Linked DNA regions of Pan troglodytes: region 1 is linked to region 2. Evidence: chromatin contacts called from public capture Hi-C data. All regions are on one chromosome and are shown on one strand. The core of a region is the stretch at or near the end of the contact, and the rest is flanking DNA. Distances in the headings are between cores, read along the strand shown.

What was found. Capture Hi-C pulls out chosen DNA fragments and counts their contacts.
Region 1: a capture Hi-C map of stem cell-derived neural stem cells shows a contact between it and region 2, with 12 times the contacts expected there. The contact joins two enhancer-like sites. A contact is called at or near these places in 4 of 7 Hi-C or Micro-C datasets (blood, induced pluripotent stem cells and stem cell-derived neural progenitor cells), 1 of 1 datasets of contacts at active chromatin or transcription factors (stem cell-derived excitatory neurons) and 1 of 1 other capture datasets (stem cell-derived neural stem cells).

Annotation. Positions count from the first base shown.
Region 1 is chr6:31,649,234-31,653,607 of NHGRI_mPanTro3-v2.0_pri, reverse strand. No RefSeq gene overlaps it. Among named protein-coding and RNA genes, the nearest start is that of MIR148A, 100 kb to the left of the region's middle. Within about 2 kb of position 1,512, at least 2 of the 24 cell types and tissues checked have an H3K27ac peak or open chromatin away from gene starts, as enhancers often do. A contact at or near this core is called in stem cell-derived neural stem cells, where this site is marked.
Region 2 is chr6:31,369,557-31,373,864 of NHGRI_mPanTro3-v2.0_pri, reverse strand. The region is part of intron 3 of LOC134810525 (a long non-coding RNA gene); the gene reads left to right. Among named protein-coding and RNA genes, the nearest start is that of NPVF, 330 kb to the right of the region's middle. Within about 2 kb of position 1,489, at least 3 of the 24 cell types and tissues checked have an H3K27ac peak or open chromatin away from gene starts, as enhancers often do. A contact at or near this core is called in stem cell-derived neural stem cells, where this site is marked.

The sequences.
Region 1 (4,374 bases), core at 263-2,762, 280 kb before region 2:
TTTCCCACATGTGCAAGACTCTTGGATTGTGTTTGCTTTCAAAATCCATAAATGTTTTTATTAAACTATATCTTTCTTGTGGCCCCTGCGCACACAAAGTACTTGCAGCGTATGTAAACGCTTCCATTTTGGTTCTCCTTCAGGAAAATTTTGTAACTCCGCAGTAAATATTTGCTCTGGGGTGAACCTTGGCAAGCGATAAACTCCAAAATCTGGTTTCACTGTACGTGTTTGTGTGCACATGTGTATGTTTTAACAGTATGTATATATTGGAAAATTTGCGGGAGAGCTTGATATTTTTACTTCTTTGCTGCGCCGCAGGGAGGTATAATGACTGTAATTACTTGGATAACATTTTAAAATTAACCAAATTCTCTTTCACATTCGATTCTTCCTTGTGTGCTGCCAGCCCTTCCTCCCAAATCATGTCAATTAAATATTCTTACAATGTCACCCTTTATAATGCCCTTTAGTGTAGTGATTTTGGGGGTATATTTTAAAGTGATAAAGTGCAGTTTTGCTTCCTAAATTCTGTCTTAATAATAAGAATGTAAAAATTAAACAAATCATGATCTTTATTGTTCTTTTATGTTTATAGTTTCATTTCCTCTAATGCTTTAATCTGTAAGCCAAAAAATTTCAGAGAGATAAATGGAGACAGCTCAGTAGCGTGGCAGGCAGAGTCAGGATTTTGGATTCTCATCCCTGAAGAAAAACTTGAAGTTATTCCTCTGTGATGAAAAATACTTTATTTTTATGAAGAAATGGAATCTGCTGAGGTTGAATAAATTAGAAAACTCTATGGAAGATTATTAAAATATGAAAACTGTTAGCATTGGGCTGTGTGTTAGTCATCTTTAAGAGAATAATCGGGAATTATTAACTGACTTTGACCTCATGAGCCTTGACATAATAACTGTGGCATTCGCGGTGTCCCTGGTATTTTAAAAACCACCCTCCTCCCCCCCGTGCATTACAAAAATATGTCCTCTGCCTCTCATGTTGATTATATGGGTTTTATTTATTCTAATGACTGCTGTAGAGAGAGAAAATGCAGCTCTGAGCAGGGAGAAACAAGAACCCTTGTACACGTTTGCTGTGGGGTGGGCTGGCCACATAAGTTGAGTAGCCTTTGGCCAGATAAGCAAATGCACACTTCGCCTCCCAGTGAAAACATCATCCCCAACAAACATCATGTGGGCCTGAGTCACTCTCTGGAGAATCTGCTTCTCAGAGTTTGGTTTGGCAGTTCAGGCAGATATAATCCTTCCTTTCATTTTCCCCTGCCCTTTTGAAGAGCAATAATTTTCAGTCCCCTCACACCAAGGGCACTTTGAGAGATGGCCTACAGCTACACGGAGGAAGTTTCTTTGGCACAGCCTTTTGGGAGCTGTGAATATTTGAGGCTGTCTCAAATGGGGACTGTGTCCTTTGAATGAAGTGTTACACAGATGTGTGAGTGAATCCATGGGAACAGAGGCAGATGTTAGGGAGTTAGAGAATTCTGAGCTCTGTGGGCCGTGTCAGTCTGAAGAAAGTCAAGACGGCTGTTAGGTGCAGCCTGTAAGTGCTGTTCATCGAACTGGCCTCAATTCGTCTGCGCTTGGAAATAACTGAAATTGTCTGACCACTAAAAGTGTGATACAACTTGGAAGAGGGGCAGGAGAATACATTTTACTGGGGGCCATAGATCTGGCTTGGGCAAGCAATCTGTGTGTATTCAGATCCTGCATGTTTCTGAAAGATGATAGATGGATAATCGAAGCACACTTCTGCAGAATTTTTTTCTAGAGTATTTCAGTCCAAAAGAGCTCTAATGTGAGCTACATAGCTCATTTTACATATGACATTATATTACACATTAAAAAAAATAGGTGAAATTATTTAATAGTATTTTTCATTAAATGCAATATCTCAAAAATATCACTTCAACATGTAATCAATATAAAGTTAGTATTGAGATATTTTACATTTTTTGCCCCTTCCCATATATTCAATAGCTGGTGTGTATTTCATTCTCAGAGCTCATCTCAGCTTGGACCAGACACATTTCGAGTGCTTGGTAGCCACAGTGGCCAGTGGCTGCTTCACTGGAGAGTACCAGTTCCAGATTGTCTGGGTGCGTGTACAAAGTCACTAACAGATTTCCTCCCACATTTCTGTGAAGGTCTATGAAATTTTAAGTATCATAGGAAAGATTGAAGAAAATAGGTTCTAAAGCAGATGTATATTTTGAACAGTGCCATTTTGGCTCTGAGGCTTCAAGCCATGATTAAGGAATATGTGACCTTTGAAAGAAGTAGGTGATGCCTTTTATAGATTTTATTCCATTTAAAAATATACTTTTAATTATAAAAATGAATCCATACTTACTATAGAATACTCAATACAAGGTCTAGAAAATAACAAAATCATCTAGAATCCCACCATCTATAGATAATCACCTTTTGAAGTTTTGGAGTATTGCTGTTCTCGTATGTGGATTGGTTTCATAGTTGTCATTATACTGCAAATGCCCTTGTATATCTTGCTTTTGTTCACAGTGTTATATCACAAGTATCTGTATTTGTTGTTAAAAGCTCTTCATAAGAATAATTTTGATCATCTGGATGATTCATCATATGGCTGAGCCATGGTTTACTGAAGTCGGTGACTTTGGTAGGGTAGTAGTTGCAGTAAGCTCACTAAATGTGACAAGAACAAAAAAGTTATTTTATTGAAAAGTCACCCTACTGTGTGGCCATCCTCATCCCTCATATTGGCGGCCTTCCTTCCATGACTCTAGACAGCTCCAGGAAACCAGAGCCCTTCTACTCTTAAGCTTATTTTTTAGAGAAAATATCTTAGAAAATAATCTCCCTTTTCCCACCTAATCAATCCAGATGTTTAATTACCATGTTGACACAATTGGATTATGACTTCAGGGTAAAAAGCAACTTTACTAAAGAGATTTTGAATGGAAAACAAGAGCATTTTAAAGATCCTCATACAGCAGTTTATTTCTCTTGTTAAATTCATGTCCCTCAAGATATCACAGCACCCACTAGGTACAGGTACTGGGCCGCCCTTTGTTAAATCGTAGTTGGATTTATTTTTGCTTCCCTTTTTGGCCCTCTTTCTCACCATTTGTCATTTTCACAGGCTTTAGTGACATAAATCTTGTGGAATGTTGGCTATGCACATAGCATGAAGGATTCAACCTCTCCCATTTCAGGCTGGTTGGCCAATGTAAGCAACTGAGGGTGGCAGAGATCAGGGACAGATAAGACAGGGAGAAGAAGGGGTAGAGGGACTTTGGAAAGAATACCTGAAGTACGAAAGTGACACCTTTAAGGTTAAGGGTGATGGCAATTGACTGATGATTACCAGGTAACAATGGAGTCCATTGGAAGCTGCATAACCATGAACTGTTATGATTATTTTTTCCTATCTATATGGAAAGGCCTGGTTTGCTTCTCTGCACACAGTCCTGATTCAGTGTGGTGCCCGCATATTGTAAATGTCTTATCCAAGAATCCAAGGACCTGGCCCTGAAGGAAAAGCTGAGGACAGAGTATTTCTGCAACAGGCCTAGGCTCTTGCAAACTTGCCTTCCCAAAGCTCCAAGCCCAACTGGCCTGCAGGGGAGGCAGTCTCGCTGACAACCTGCTCTTTGGCCTTATACCTTCTGTCACAAAAGAGCCATTTTTCCTGACTTGAAGAATTTGATGGCACACGAGTGCTGGGGGGATTTTATTAAGCTGATAAATATGACTACAATTTACTTAAAACCAGTGGCTCTTCTCACTGTCAATGTTGTGGAGTTTATGCCTTTTTCTCTCAAGCTCTCTTTGGCCCAAGCAATTCAGGGCAGAGAGTTTGAAGGGTATTTTGTTTCTGATGCGGGCAGTCTGAAAAATAGTGGACCTTTTAACATTGCACTGACAGACACTCTCAGGGCTAATATAATTGATGTATTCATAGGAGCTTAAGCAAAATAGCTTTCCAAAAGGGAGAAAAACTTGTCTTTTCACCTAAGCACTGACCGATTTGTGGTTTGGATGCTTACACGAGATATTAAACAGACCCGATGGAAAAGGCTTGTTCGCCTCAAGTCTGACTTTCCCTCCTCTTGTAATTTTTGGCCTTGAGTCAAATTTTTGTCCATTCCCCTGCACTCCTTGGGTTGAGGCCAGCACCACGGGCTTGCACTCTCCATGGTGTTGACAGAGTGTTTTTCAGCTGTACCAAAGGCCACAGATTTTCTGTCAGACTTCAAGATACACAGCTTGATAAACATGTCTGCCTCTGGCGATTGGCAGCATTCTTTCTGGAAAAGAAAACAAAAATTGTTTTATATCAATAAGGAAAGTGGTATGAATAGCATAGAATAAC
Region 2 (4,308 bases), core at 240-2,739:
TCTACTCTTCAATAGCTTCCATGGACATTAATCCCACTTGATTTTGCCAATGACAACTCCCCTCGACCACCAAAGAAAGGTAGCACACTGGAGTTAGAATTATCCCCACACTCCAGATAGGTAAACTGAGGCGTGGAAGATGATTCTAATTTCTGCCTCAAATTCTCTCATCTTCACTTCTACATTAATTCTTTACATTTTGCTTTTTAAATATTACCACAATGTTGATACAGGAACGGTATTCACAAAATTTTGTCCTGAACAAAATTTCACAGGGGCAGAGAGGCTTAAAAAAATGTAACTTCATTTAGAAAGGTTAATGGTTGGGGTTTACTTGAAATTATGTCCAAAGAAAGGATGCTGTGATCAATGGGAAATTGCATGTTTGTAGTTGTTCTGTTTTAATTATGGTGAATGAAAGTATATCTTGCTTAGAAAGTATGCTGAGATGCTATCTCTTTCTGTCTTCCTTCCAGAGGAAAGAAATCAAATCATGTTTATAGAATTTGTTTTCTTGTCTGTGGCCGATTGCTAAATCCTACCACAGGAGGGCGCAGGAAATGTTAGGCGCTTTTCATAAAATGGACACTAGGTGGCGCCGCTCTGCTAGTTTTCTTCATGTCTGCTTTTAATTTCGTTTTTTTATTCCTTTGTTTAGTAGTAATTGTAATGGTTAGCTTTAGCGATGTAAAATGTATTTCTATTTTCCTATGCTTTTCTTAATATGTCTGGGTCTGTCATTTTGCCTTTATAAAAGTATGCTAAGAGAGGTAGAACTAGTTATTTATGTTAATATGTTTTCTTTACAGTACATAAATTAGTTGTATTTTCTTTCACAGTATTTTTCAGGAATTCAAATATGAGTCCAGATTGAGTTTTCCTTTTTGGTCTGTCATTGTCTCTTATTCTTTACAGTTTTATTGAAAATTACATAGTAGTTTGATTTTAAAAGAGGAGACATAATTCTGAATCATATCAGAACAGCAAAAATCTAACATAGCTTGAAAGTGGAAAAGAAAAACAGGTAACAATAAAGGAGCTGGGAATGGATTCTCCTATTTAAATTTGCATAAGGAGGAGTTTCTCTCAGTCTTATTAATTATTTAGTGAATTAGTTGTGTGTCTGTGAATTATGCCCCTCTCTGGGGTTTGGATTCCTAATTATAAAAATGAGGCAGCTCCTCTAAACGTTCTCAAAGATCTCTTGGCAATCTGAAAAGCAGTGAAATTATGAGTATATTAACAAACTTATGCCCCCTGCCTGTTCCAAACACAATTCTTGAACATACATGCATAGACTATGACTTTTCAAAAAATTCTAGATAATTCTCAGTGGCACAAAATATGCAGTTATGAGCCCCAGCCAACTTTTCAATCCGTGTTACTCGACTGGCGTTCTTGTGAGAATGAAGTCTGAACACCGAGGAATAAGTTGCCTGCCCTGGCAGAATCGCACCCCTGGAGCAGAACTTGCTGGCTCTGCCCGGGGAGAGACTACGAATCCAACTCTGGCTCCGTCCCTGAGTAGCTGGGAGACACTGACTTGTCAATTAGCAACAGGCAGCGAGCTCCACAGCAGACCCCATGAGGAAGATGTGGAGAATAAAAAGGCCAGGCCCTGTACCTGAGAATCTATGAGGGGCACGAGTTGTCCTGTCTTGGGAGGTTAGTAATAGTGGGGAATAAGTGCCAAATGATATTGGATCTGTGTCCCTGACCTAACCCCTGCCCAAACCATTGCCCACAGCTGTGATCCTGAGAAGTGATGCTAAGCCACCACTGGGCACTGGCTGGGTCTGGGTGGAAATCATCGAATTAGGGCACAGAAGAGCAGATGAAGGCTGGAGAGGGATGCTCATACAATTGCTTAACATTCTTTGCCAACTGATAGCGAATGTTAGACATCATGATCAAAGGTGTTATGTTTTCTATCGAACAAAAGAAAGTGGCAAAGCTGTAAATACATCAGGTTCACATAGATGTTCACTAGCCTGGAAGCTAGAAATATGAAGTCTGCAAGGCAGTAAAAGTCCTCAAGACATGCCCTCCTGGATGAAGTCCACTGGAGCTGGTATTTAAATGCCCTTTTAAATGCCCGTGTTGGTGTCACAGGGCTCTTTCTAACCTCTTATAAAATAGACAGAAACAGTTGCACATTTTAGCGAATGGTATGTCGACTGATCACCAAGACTAAATGAGTTGCTGAAAACTGTGAAGCCTGTTAATGTTACAAAAACAGTGCACACTTGGAATAATTTTGTCCCTGCTGTCATATGGGCTGAACCTGGTAAAAATGTGCTGGGCCTTTCTGAGCCCCAGTGCACTTCCTGGTGATGTGGCCAGCACAGCCCCCGCTCTTCTGGGCTAGGGTTGTGCATGGGCTTTGGGGAAGCAGGAGATTGGAAGTGAGTAGTATAGAATCTGAGTTTGGAAGCTGAGGCACTGAAACGAGGGAAAGAGTGGGGGGTGCACCAGCAGCCACTGAGGTGCAAAAGCCCATGAACCAAATCTTTGGTTTTTTTTTTTTTTTTTTTTGAGATGGAGTTTCGCCCACTGCCCAGTGTTCAAACGATTCTCCTGCCTCAGCCTCCGGAGTAGCTGGGATTACAGGCACGCGCCACCACACCTGGCTGATTTTGTGTTTTTAGGAGAGATGGGGTTTCTTCTTGTTGGTCTGGCTGGTCTTGAACTCCCGACCTCAGGTGGTCTGCCTGCCTTGGCCTCCCAAAGTGATGGGATTACAGGCGTGAGCCACCGCGCCTGGCCCAAATCTTTGTAAATCAAGAACAGTTCATGTCGATTCAAGATGGTGGCAGCAGTGGCAGTGAACAAAGATGCAAGACTCCTTAGCAGAGAGCTGGCCTTCCTTCTTCCAGATTGATCTTAAACCAGTGATTCCCAAAGGGTGTTCCTGGGCACTCTAGCACTGAGGGATGTTAATGGATGAGGAGAATAAATGTTTTTTCAAATTCATTTGGGAAATGCTGGATTAAAAAAAGTCAACCACATTTATTTGCTTCTTGGAACCTTTAATATGCTACCACATATTACAACATTTTTAAAGGAATATTTATTGGGTAGGGTTTCCTAAACTTTTTGAGTTTGGAAACTTAAAAAAAAAAATCATTGAGTATCTCGTGACAAGTGTTCTGAGAAATGCCTCTTGGAAAATAATATCCTAATGCATCCTAATTTATTTTAGATTAAATTCTATTTTAGCATTTTCACTGTAAAAATTTCAGGATAAAATAATTGACAGAAAAGTGAAGGATTTATTAAACCAACTTATTTGGTGACATGCAAGCAAAGCCAGAAGGATTATTTTGATTCGTTTGTTTGAATCAGTTGTGAGCATAGACACACTCCTAAAAGAGGCACTGGCCCCATATTTAGATTATTTTTCTCTCACTCAGCTCCACTAAGTTGCCTCTGCACTCCACACTGTTGGGCCTGGCCTAAATGCTGCCACTGCCTTGGAGCCTGGTGTCAGTTTGGCTGTCAGTCGAAGCAGATCTTCTGCTATGATGAGAATAAGAAGAATAAATACAGTTCCCGATTTCCAAGTCAAAGACAGTGCAAATTGATATTACACAGTAAAATGCAATGAGATTAAATCAATAACATCTGCAATAAGGCATAATGAAGGTAAAATTATATCTCTGGCTTCCTGAACAGCTGTGAATCTATTTTTAATGATCCTCATTTTTGGCAGTCAGCTAACAACTTCTAAAACGTCCTAGAAATTGGATTGTTAGGCAGATGAGCACGGCAGTGGCTCAGAATATCATTAATTTCAGCTGCCTTATCCATCTGCATGGGTGAGACAGAGGCATGGAGAACTTACCCCTCACCCACCCACCAAGCACCCCGCTCCCAGCCTTGGGTGGCCCCTGCAAATGCTGAAGATAGCAAGGCAGGGAAGCTGCGGGCAGAGGAGCTCTCCCTGGAGAACCACAGGCTGTTGAATTAAGGACAGAAAGGAAAAGTTCTCGCCTTTGTAATGCCAATTACAGTACATAATTGGCTTGTGTGTCTCCATTGCACTATAGAACCTCATAACCACTGCAGAGAACAGGATGCTGTAATGATCCCTCAGTATCAGCAGGGCACTGAGGGGCCTTGAGATTGCTCTGCCCAGGACTTGGTTAAGGTCACACTGCCAGCAAGTGCAGGAGCCAGGACCCCACACAACTCTTATTCCAAAGCCAGGACCATTTCCATGGCCCTGCTGGTCTTCTGGTTGTTTGAATAGTAGCCATGGGAAAGACACCATGAAAAATTTGATTCTGAGGAAAGTGAACATTCAGG